3 separate regions of the Mus musculus genome follow, and regions 1 and 3 are each linked to region 2. The links are chromatin contacts, called in public HiChIP or PLAC-seq maps. All regions are on one chromosome and are shown on one strand. The core of a region is the stretch at or near the end of the contact, and the rest is flanking DNA. Distances in the headings are between cores, read along the strand shown. Region 1 overlaps Irak2 (interleukin-1 receptor-associated kinase 2). Region 2 holds the start of Jagn1 (jagunal homolog 1). Region 3 holds the start of Vhl (von Hippel-Lindau tumor suppressor).

What was found. HiChIP or PLAC-seq counts read pairs in DNA pulled down with a chosen protein or histone mark.
Region 1: a contact with region 2 is called in an H3K27ac HiChIP or PLAC-seq map of embryonic stem cells, with 9 read pairs. The contact joins the enhancer-like site here to the promoter of Jagn1 in region 2. A contact is called at or near these places in 9 of 39 promoter capture datasets (the 3T3-L1 cell line, the C10 cell line, the HPC-7 cell line and 3 more), 1 of 15 datasets of contacts at CTCF or cohesin (large pre-B cells), 12 of 484 Hi-C or Micro-C datasets (B cells, CD8 T cells, the HL-1 cell line and 4 more), 10 of 115 datasets of contacts at active chromatin or transcription factors (the SCID.adh cell line, effector CD8 T cells, embryonic stem cells and 4 more) and 1 of 9 other capture datasets (adipose tissue).
Region 3: a CTCF HiChIP or PLAC-seq map of the NIH/3T3 cell line shows a contact between it and region 2, with 18 read pairs. The contact joins the promoter of Vhl here to the promoter of Jagn1 in region 2. A contact is called at or near these places in 13 of 39 promoter capture datasets (the 3T3-L1 cell line, 3T3-L1-derived adipocytes, the C10 cell line and 5 more), 5 of 15 datasets of contacts at CTCF or cohesin (the NIH/3T3 cell line, embryonic stem cells, large pre-B cells and 1 more), 18 of 484 Hi-C or Micro-C datasets (the AML12 cell line, CD8 T cells, Th1 cells and 12 more), 16 of 115 datasets of contacts at active chromatin or transcription factors (the NIH/3T3 cell line, the SCID.adh cell line, T-cell acute lymphoblastic leukemia and 7 more) and 4 of 9 other capture datasets (adipose tissue, embryonic stem cells, liver and 1 more).

Annotation. Positions count from the first base shown.
Region 1 is chr6:113,667,337-113,670,584 of GRCm38.p6, forward strand. Irak2 (interleukin-1 receptor-associated kinase 2) reads left to right here. Exons shown (of 13, transcript NM_172161.4): 4 at 2,863-2,957. Among named protein-coding and RNA genes, the nearest start is that of Tatdn2, 28 kb to the right of the region's middle. Within about 2 kb of position 1,370, at least 232 of the 459 cell types and tissues checked have an H3K27ac peak or open chromatin away from gene starts, as enhancers often do. A contact at or near this core is called in B cells, CD8 T cells, adipose tissue and 6 more, where this site is marked.
Region 2 is chr6:113,440,939-113,443,982 of GRCm38.p6, forward strand. It overlaps Jagn1 (jagunal homolog 1), which reads left to right and starts at 1,631. Exons shown (of 2, transcript NM_026365.3): 1 at 1,631-1,859. The coding sequence starts at 1,771.
Region 3 is chr6:113,622,563-113,625,652 of GRCm38.p6, forward strand. Vhl (von Hippel-Lindau tumor suppressor) reads left to right here and starts at 1,432. Exons shown (of 3, transcript NM_009507.4): 1 at 1,432-1,816. The coding sequence starts at 1,579.

The DNA.
Region 1 (3,248 bases), core at 120-2,619, 230 kb after region 2:
TTACATTCCCTCTCAGCCTCATCATTTCTGAGTTCCTCCATCTGTAAATGGGTAAGAACAGAGCCCATTGCATCCTATTGCAGAGAATCAGGCACCTTAGCTGGGTGGATGGTGTGTGTGTGTGTGTGTGTGTGTGTGTGTGTGTGTGTGTGTGTGTGTATGTGTGTGAATGAAAATTCCAGGCCAACATGGTTTCTTTAGGCATGTGCCTCTGCAGATACCAGAGCTGGTAACCATATGGATCTGTGTGAGGGGACAGGGAAATCCAGTTAAAAACAACTCCATAGCCAGTAGAAAGGTGTGCAAAACAACTGCCGATGGAAGCCACAGCTGGGCTGGAGAATGTTTCACTTCCCTCAGCTGTTCCTTACTTTCCTGCTACATAGTAATAAAAGACCACGCCATCCCTTCCCATAGTGAGAAGCAGGCTTTACAGACTCAGAGGCAGATAGATGTTAACACCTCACAGCCCATTGTCCTATTCTGATCTCCCCCGCAGGCCCAGGATCTCCAGGCATTCCAGAGCAACAGGTCCGTGGCCTTTACCGGATGCCTGGCTCCATATGATGTTTCTTTAGTCATTACAGGGGATGCGTGTGAATGGTCGCTCAGGTCTGAGTGCTTGGAAGACTGGAGTAGCTCATTTCTGGGCAGGCAACACCACCGGGCAATCAGGTCAGGGCTGGCTGTCCTGTCCTCACAGATTCTAGCTGGGTGGTGGGGGATAATGCCTTTAATCCCAGCACTTGGAGGCAGAGGAAGATAGGTCTCCAAGTTTGAAAAAAGAAAGAAAAGAAAAGAGAAGAAAAAGGAAGAAAAGAAGAGAAGAGAAGAAAAAGGAAGAAAAGAAGAGAAGAGAAGGAAAAAAGGAAAGAAAGAAAGAAAGAAAGAAAGAAAGAAAGAAAGAAAGAAAGAAAGAAAGAAAGAAAAAGTATGGCTTCTATAGCTCTTAAGGGGCCAGGGGAGAATCTAGTGTGGTCTAAGTCGGACCTGGAGTCAGACTGTGAACACAAGGACCTTGTGCTCTCTACAGTTTCTATATCCAGTTCCAAGCCAGGGTTGCATAATGAGACCCCATCTCAAAAAAAAAAAAAAAAGAAAAAAAAGAAAAAAGAAAAAAAAAAGGAGGAAAAGTGTGTGTGGAGGGGGCTGGCAGTTAATGCTAAGTCAAGGACTATTTCCTGTAACTAAAGATATCGAAGAAGGAAGGGGAAAAATGTGCTGACCTATGAACCCCAATTCCTGATAGGTCCTCAGACCCGGGCCAAACTGCTGTTCCTTTGCCAAAGGGAGAAAGATAATGAGAGGGGAGGTGGGGGAGGAGCGGGCGGGTGCCAGGGCCTCTCTGTACTTTCACCATTAGCCTTTGTGTGGCCCACATTCCTGAGTGGCCCTGGGGAGCAGGTGTGCCGGGGCCACTGGGCCTGTCCCTGCAGTCCCTCCCACAGAAGCGGAAGTTCTATTTCTGAGTTGAAACAGGAGGAGTTATTCTTTCCATTGATTACTGAGGCCACTCAGCCCTGGGAAAGCCCCAGATTTCAGGCTTGTGGTCTGTCCGGGGAAGTTGCTGTTTGAGGGCGTTTTTTATTTTAGAGGAAAAGTTTGGGCGCTTGGAGCGTTGTATTTTGAGGACTTTTATGTTGAGATGAATGGGTCCTGCGGTGTGTCCCCGACCTTCCATGAACCCGTGCAGCGCTCAGCAGACAGGAAGTTACACACTAGGCCCTCTGTGATCCACTGTGGCAACAGTGTATACAGTGTATGTAGTGTTTGCAGTACAGTGTGTGTGTGTGTGTGTGTGTGTATGGTGTATTGTGTGTGTGGTATGGTATGAAGTGTGTGTGTGTGTGTGATGCATGGAGTTTGGTGTGTTTATGGGTGTGTGTGGTGTATATTGTGTGTGTGGTATATGTTGTAGTATGTGTAGTTTCTTATTAAGAATCTGCAGTGTCCACACAGACAACGAAAGCAGTGCATTGAAGGCTCTGTGCTGCTGTCCAGGCTGCAAGGGTGGTCCATGGTTACTTCATCGGCTGGGCTGCTCTGCCTTGCCCGGCCATCCGGGGAAACCTTAGACAGTTCTTTGAAAACATTTAAAAAATGGAAAATCTTGGCCAGGTGGTGGTGGTGGTGCAAGCCTTTAATCCCAGCTCTCATGAGGCAAAGGCACCTTGGTCTACAGAGAGCTCCAGGGTAGCCAGAGCTACACAGAGAAACCCTGTCTCAAAAAACAAAAACAAGAACAAACAGACCAACCCACTCGAGTAGACGGTTCATGCTTCCATCAGCCGGCTTCAGTGATGATCAGACTTCTGGTGACCCAGCGGCCATTGAGGAACTGGTTCCAGAACTCCTTCCTGCAGGGTACCAGAGTCTATGGATACTTGAGTCCCTTCTGCAAAGTAGCATGATAGGTGCTTGATTCAGCCCTGGCTACTGGTACCCACAGGATGGAGGTGCCTGGGTATTTACCAAGTGAGTGCTGAGCCTCCCCTCCCCCTCCGTGCCCTTGATTTCCCCAGTCCTTCAGGCCACCCCAGGTAGAACAGCATCTGCTGTGGAACCACACTGGAGGTTTCTCTGTGTCCTCTGCCAGGCAGTGGCACAGGGGCAGCACAGGGGCATCCCCCATCATGTGACCCCGGCTGCTCAGGACACCTCCCACTTCCTGGTCTCCTCCTGTCATTCAAGATGACAAATTGCACCTGTTGCAAGATGTCACCAGGCTTAAAAGGATTGACACCATGGAGCTGGCCTCCCCCACCCCCTCCGCGGTGTCAGGAGGTGACAGCACTGACTGAGGGAAAAGGTCGCTTCGGGATGCGTCCCCAGGCAGAGTGTTGACTGTGTTGTCCTTTCTAGGGCCCATCATGGCTGGGGCCCAGCGGCAGCGTCCGTGCGAGATGGATGCCCCTTGTTCCCTGAAAACTGATGCACCCGACTCTCCCCAGTCTAAGGTAAATCCACCCTGTGCTTCTATCCCAGTTGTGTCTTGGCTCGTGGTCCTCTCAGAAACAGTTTCTTCATTCCCTGAGACCAGTGTGGGAGTGGGGAGGACAAGGGACCCACAAATGTCTCCCCAAACTTCTGAGATTAAGGATACTCATCAGCAGAACAAGGGGTGTGTGCTGCACTGAGTTTGCGGGTCTTGGTCGGTTGTGTCTTTGGGGCATGATTCAGGGCCCAGTGAAGTACCCTAGCACTGAGTCCCAGCCCGGGCCAGGATTCATGTTTGCCACATTGGGGAT
Region 2 (3,044 bases), core at 381-2,880:
CATATTTCAACTCTAAGATCTTCCAAGTTCAGCTCTAAAGCCACTGGGTTATTTCTTGCTTCTGCTACTGAAGTAGACTTCACCTTTCTCCCCTCCAGCCCAGTCTCCATACAGCAACTAGATATGTTCAGATAGGTAGGTAGGTAGGTAGGTAGGTAGGTAGGTAGGTAGGTAGGTAGAAGAGATCTTACTGTATTGCCTAGGCTGACCTCAAACTCATGCTTCAACTTCCCAAGTGCTGTGATCACAGGCATACACTCCTATGCCCAGTACAGCCATTTGTTTGCCTTAAAAAATAAAAATCAATTTAAAAAAATCTTATGTGTGTTTGGGTATTTGACCTGCGTGTAGGTCTGTATACAGTATGAATGCAGTGCCCACCTAGGCCAGAAGAGGGTGCTAGAGACTCTGGAACTGGAGTTTCAGTGAGTTGTGAGCTGTAGGTGTTGGGAGCCAAACCCCAAAGGGGTGGTGAGATGGATCAGTGGCTAAGAGCGATTGTTCTTGAAAAGGACCTGAGTTGGATTTCCAGAGCCTGCATGGTAGCTCACAACAAGCGCTCCAGTTCCAGGGCATTTGGGGGTTTGACGGCCTCTCCTGACTTCCCCTGGCACCCGACATGCATTCGCTGTATAACACATCCGGCAAGGAGAACACTCTGTGAGTTCAAGGCTACCCACATAGCAAATGCCAGGACATAGTGAGACTCTGTCTCAATAAAACAAACAATCTGGGTCCTTAGCAAAAACAGTAGGTACTCTTAACCACTGTTAATAACTCTCCAGTTATTAATTATTTAATTAATTTATTGGCAAACGTTCAACACAGGCCAGGCTGGCCTCAATGAACTCCTCCTGTTCCTGCCTCCACCTTTCACGTTGAGGAGATTACAAATATTCACAGCCATCTTTGTTCCAGTTAGCCCTCAGGACGCAGGGTCTCAGACTATGGAGAGCATTGCAGGGAGGAAGAGATGCCTCTTTACTGCTTCAGCCTCTGAGTGACGCCTCTCAGCATTGACCACCCTATACTTTTCGTTGTATAACGTCTTTGCTCTGGACCCTAACCCCAAGGTTGTGTGGAGCTTCAGGAAATATAGATGTGCAACAAGCCACTGGGCAAAGATGCCAAGTCTAGTTAGGTATGGTTTAAGACTATAATCACGCCTTGGGAGATTGAAGCAAAAAAGACCGTCAAGAGTTCGAGGCCAGCATGAAGCACATGAAGCCCTGTCTCAAGAATTACAACTTAAGGTCTGGGTCAGCCGTTAAGAGGTCAATAGAACTAGGTTTAAATCCCAGCACTCACAGTATAGCTAGCAAATCTATCCTATGTCCTCTTCCAGCCTCTGCAGGCACAAAAACCACACGTGGTGCATAGACAGACAGACAAAACACCCATACACAAGTAATTATTTTAAATGCTTTAAATGAAGTTAAAAGGGGTTTGCTGGGGGCTTGGTTGCTCGGCATCAGCGGCCTGGGGTTCGGTTCTGCACGATGGGATCTCTGGGCAGGTCAGTGAACCATTTCTAGGGACTGTTAATTCCGCAATCGCTCTACTCTGGCAAAGAACCTCAGAAAGGCCAAGAACGCATGCGCGAAGAAGGAACCACAGAGTCAGTCCTCCCAGGATAGAGAGGCCGGAAGTTCTCCCGGAGCTCCACGCCGTGTAGTGAAAGCCGGGCCGAGGTAGCAGGGAAGGGGTTCGCAGGGTGCTTGGCTGGGTGTGTGAGCAGAGGGTCGGCGTTAGGGGCCTTAGTTCTGTACAATGGCGTCTCGGGCAGGCCCGCGAGCGGCCGGCACCGACGGCAGCGACTTTCAGCACCGGGAGCGCGTCGCCATGCACTACCAGATGAGGTACGAGGTGAGCCAGGCGTACCGAGGCCTTTCCCGGCGGAGCCTGCAGATCCTGGGAAGAAGCGACGCCAGTGGTCCTCACGCTGTCGCCCCCCAGCCAGTTGTCGTGTACCCGCCAGGTCCCCTGCTCTAACGACCTCTGCTCTGTTTCCAGGCCGGGGAAACCCCGTGGCCCACCTTGGTCCGACTTATTCTTTGAGGGGATCCAGCCTGCACAGGCTCGTGGTTCGGTGCTGGCCCCCTGGGTGACCTTGGGAACGCCACTGCCACTTTTCTTTTTCAAGTCTAGATCCCACGGTAGCGTCCAGGCTGATCTCGAACTCACAGCCTTCTCTTTAGTCTCCTGAGTGCTTCTGGCTTTTCAGGGATGCACTTGGCCTGAGAACTCCTTAACATTTTTAAAGATTTTTATTTTTAATTTCGTGTGTGTGTGTGTGTGTGTGTGTATTTGTGCACGTGAGAGCAACTGCTCGCAGAATCCAGTAGAGGGCGTTGGAGCTGGAGTTACACATGGCATTTGGAGTCTACCCGAGGTTGGTGCTGAGAGCCAAGCCCAGAAAGGTGGCAAGCCATGTCTCTAACCACACGTCAGAAGTGATTTTGGAAGCTAGAGTTGTGGTTCATGAACCCAAACCGCCTCCACTGCAGCGAGCCTACTCTCCAGCTCCAACTCGGGTTATTTCCAATTGGAGTCTCAGTTTTCACATTTTTAGAGGGAGAAAATTTCATGATTTTTAGGTTTTGGTGAGGAATTAGCAAGTCGTTTGTGTAAAGGCACAGCATAGGAGTGTGGTGGCTGCTAAACTTGGGGCTGTCTGGATGTGGGTGGTAAAAGGTGACCCTGTCCATCCTGAGGTTTAGGAATACGTCCATATAAGGAGATCTTTCTACGTTCCTTTATTTGTTTGATAAACTCTTACAGGCTATCTATCCATCCTGTCTGTATTGTGTTCTGCACTGAGTCTTTCTTTCCCTCACCTGCCTCTGTCCTTCCTTTAGTGGTTTTTCGAGATGGGGTTTCTCCTTGTAATTCCAGGCTTTCTTGGAACTCACTTTGTAGACCAGGCTGGCATCAAACTCAGAGACCCACCTACCTCTGCCTGATAAGATTAAAGGCGTGTGACACCACCTGTAGACCCTATCTTTATGGAAGATGTCACATGAAGTTTACAAAGAGTTTCAATG
Region 3 (3,090 bases), core at 182-2,681, 180 kb after region 2:
TTATTTATTTACTTTGGTTTTTTGGGTTTTTGAGACAAGGTTTCTCTGTCTGTCCTGGAACTCACTTTGTAGACCAGGCTGGCCTCGAACTCAGAAATCCTCCTGCCTCTGCCTCCCAAGTGCTGGGATTAAAGGCGTGCGCCACCACTGCCCGGCCCGTACATTTAAAAAAAGCTCATCTGATGAAACTTCTGCCAGAAATGTCTATGGAAAAATGGCACTGAATGTTATCTGATAGTAGTTGTATGCTAATTCTTTGAACCAGTCATGGTAGCACATATCTAGAATGCCAGTACTTGGGAGGCAGACACAGGAGTGCCACTAATTTGAGGCCAGCCTGGGCTATATATATTCAGCTGCAAGGCAATGGGAACTATGCAATAAGTCTGCGTCTAAAAAGAAAAAGACAAAATATTTTAAAATTCTATTCACAAACATAAAAAAGTTTGAAAGGAAACAAAAACTGGTAATACTGTTTTCTGGGAATGCAGATGGAAAAGGAGGGAAAGTTTTACTTTTGTACTCTGGAAGACATTTTGAAATGTGTAGTTAAAAATAGAGACAGACTCAAACTCATCAATGAGAAAAACTTTAAATAATAGCATAGGTGGGCCCGGCAGCGGTGGTACTCAGCTTTTATATCAACACTTGGGAGGCAGAGGCAGGAGATTGGAGGTCAGACTGGTCTACAGAGTGAGTTCCAAGAGAGCTGGAGCTACCCAGAGAAACCCTGTCTTGAAAAACCAAAAAGCAAAGGCAGAAGGGGAAATATGGCAAGCCCGTGGAGATCTTAAGAGAAGAAATTAAATTTAAGTACACTCAAAAAAAAAAAAATATATATATATATATGAGGCTCATGCCTGTAATTCCAGCACTCTGGAGTCAGAGGCAGGAGATCACTCTTAAGTTTGAAGCTGGTTTGGTCTGTACACGGAATTCCAGACCAGCCAGGGGGAAACAATGCTACCCAAAAAAAAAAAAAAAAAAAAATCCAACTGCCCTTGGTCCCTGTTCTCTGGAGTCTGAGGCAGGGAGATCTTTGAGTTCAGGACAAGCCGGATATACATAATGAGTTCTAGGCCTACATAGTGAGACCCTACCTCAAAGCAAGTCTTTCTGGCATGGAGATAACGGCTTTAATCCCAGTACTCTGGAAGCAGAGGCAGGCAGATCTCCGAGAGTTCGAGGCCAGACTGATCTAGGGTGTGAGTTCCAGGACAGCCAGGATTACACGAAGAAACTCTATCTTGGGGGAAAAAAAAAAAAGAAGGAAAAAGAAAAGGAAAGGAAACAAACAGAAACCCAACTGTAGGAGGTGGAATTTATAACCCGGGGCTCCGCCGCGGCCCCGCCCCGCCGCCCCGCCGCCCCGCCCACTGCTGCGGCCCCGCCCACCGCCGCGGCCCCTGGCTCCGTGCCGCCCCGCCCCCCAGTTTGAGGGCTCCCGGCGGCCATTTCCGCCTTCAAGTTGCCCGGAGCGCGTCTGGGACCGGCAGACCTGTCCCGGAGCGCGTAGATCCGCACGCACGCACGCGCCGCCCACGTCCAGCTTGCGAATCCGAGGGACCCGTTCCAATAATGCCCCGGAAGGCAGCCAGTCCAGAGGAGGCGGCGGGGGAGCCCGGTCCTGAGGAGATGGAGGCTGGGCGGCCGCGGCCGGTGCTGCGCTCGGTGAACTCGCGCGAGCCCTCTCAGGTCATCTTCTGCAACCGCAGCCCGCGCGTCGTGCTGCCTTTGTGGCTCAACTTCGACGGCGAGCCTCAGCCCTACCCGATCTTACCACCGGGCACCGGCCGCCGCATCCACAGCTACCGAGGTACGAGCCGCGCGCTAGGCCGCTGCTGCTGTAACAGGCGGGGCGCTTTCTCTCCGACCCCGAGCATCTTGTCCCTACCCACTGCATCTACCCCGAGAAAATGCCCGGCCCCTACCAGTGATTTCGGATGCAGTGTTAACCCAGTTCCCGGTCAGGTTCGGCATGCGAACCTGCCTTGGTGATGACAACTTGGAGGGTTACAGACAAAAAAAATGTATGAACAGACAAGAACCAGCCTGTGTCATAATTGCTGCGCTAGGCACCGAGCTTAGAGGTTTGCGAAAGCATGGGCAGAGTGTGGGTGCGTCCAGGTGAAGAAAGAGCACGCAGCTTAGGAGAACCGGAGTAGGATAAGTCAGCTGAGGGAGTTAACAGTTGTAGTTGGGGGATCACCTTTACCGATTGGCGTCTTGGCCGAAAACAAGTGAGTATGGGATAACGGGTTGAACTCTCGATCTTTCTGCCTTCGCCACTGATTTCAGGTTTGTACCAAGCCTGACCACGTAAGCTTATTAACTGTGACAAGCATCAGTGGAAGTCAGTCAGTTCTATCAGTGTCATGACTGGATGGCTATGAAAAACAAGTGAAGCCGCTCTCAGGTGTACAATCCCCAGGACTCAGAAAACCGAGGCAAGATGACTGCACCAGGCTTTTTTGGTTTGCCGCCAAACAGTGAGAGAAAAAGTTCAAAAGTTGATTTTAGCCGTAGTGAATTGGGGCTGTTTGACATTGCCTTATTTATGTATTGAAAAAAAATGTACCCAGATCTGTGTGTGGTAGCCCAGGACTCAGGAGGCCAAGACAGAAGGATTTCACTGAGTGCAAGTCCAGCCTTGGCTAAGCCCCAAGATTGTGTCTGAAGCAACCAGCCAGACAGCTGAGTGATGTGGGAATTTTGTAGATCAGGCTGGCCTCTCACTGAAATCCAACTTCCTTCTGCCCCCTGAGTACTGGGATTAAAGCAAAGGCCTTTGTCACCAAGGCCGGTTTATACTGCTCTTTCAGGGTTAGCTTCTCAGTACCCAGGTCAGGCAGCTCACAAGTTTCCATTACTCCAGCTCCAGGGATCCGAGGTCCCTGCTCTTACTTGGGAAAAGAAACCCTAACCTTGGCAGTTTGAATAAGAGTGACTCCTATAGGCTAATATATCTGAATGCTTAGGGTGTAGTCCTAAGGATTAGTTTGAAAGTGGTGAAGGATGAGTAGGTGTGGCCTGGTTGGAGGAAGTGTGCCACTAGGGATGGGCTTTGAGGTTTCAGAAGCCTAAACCAAA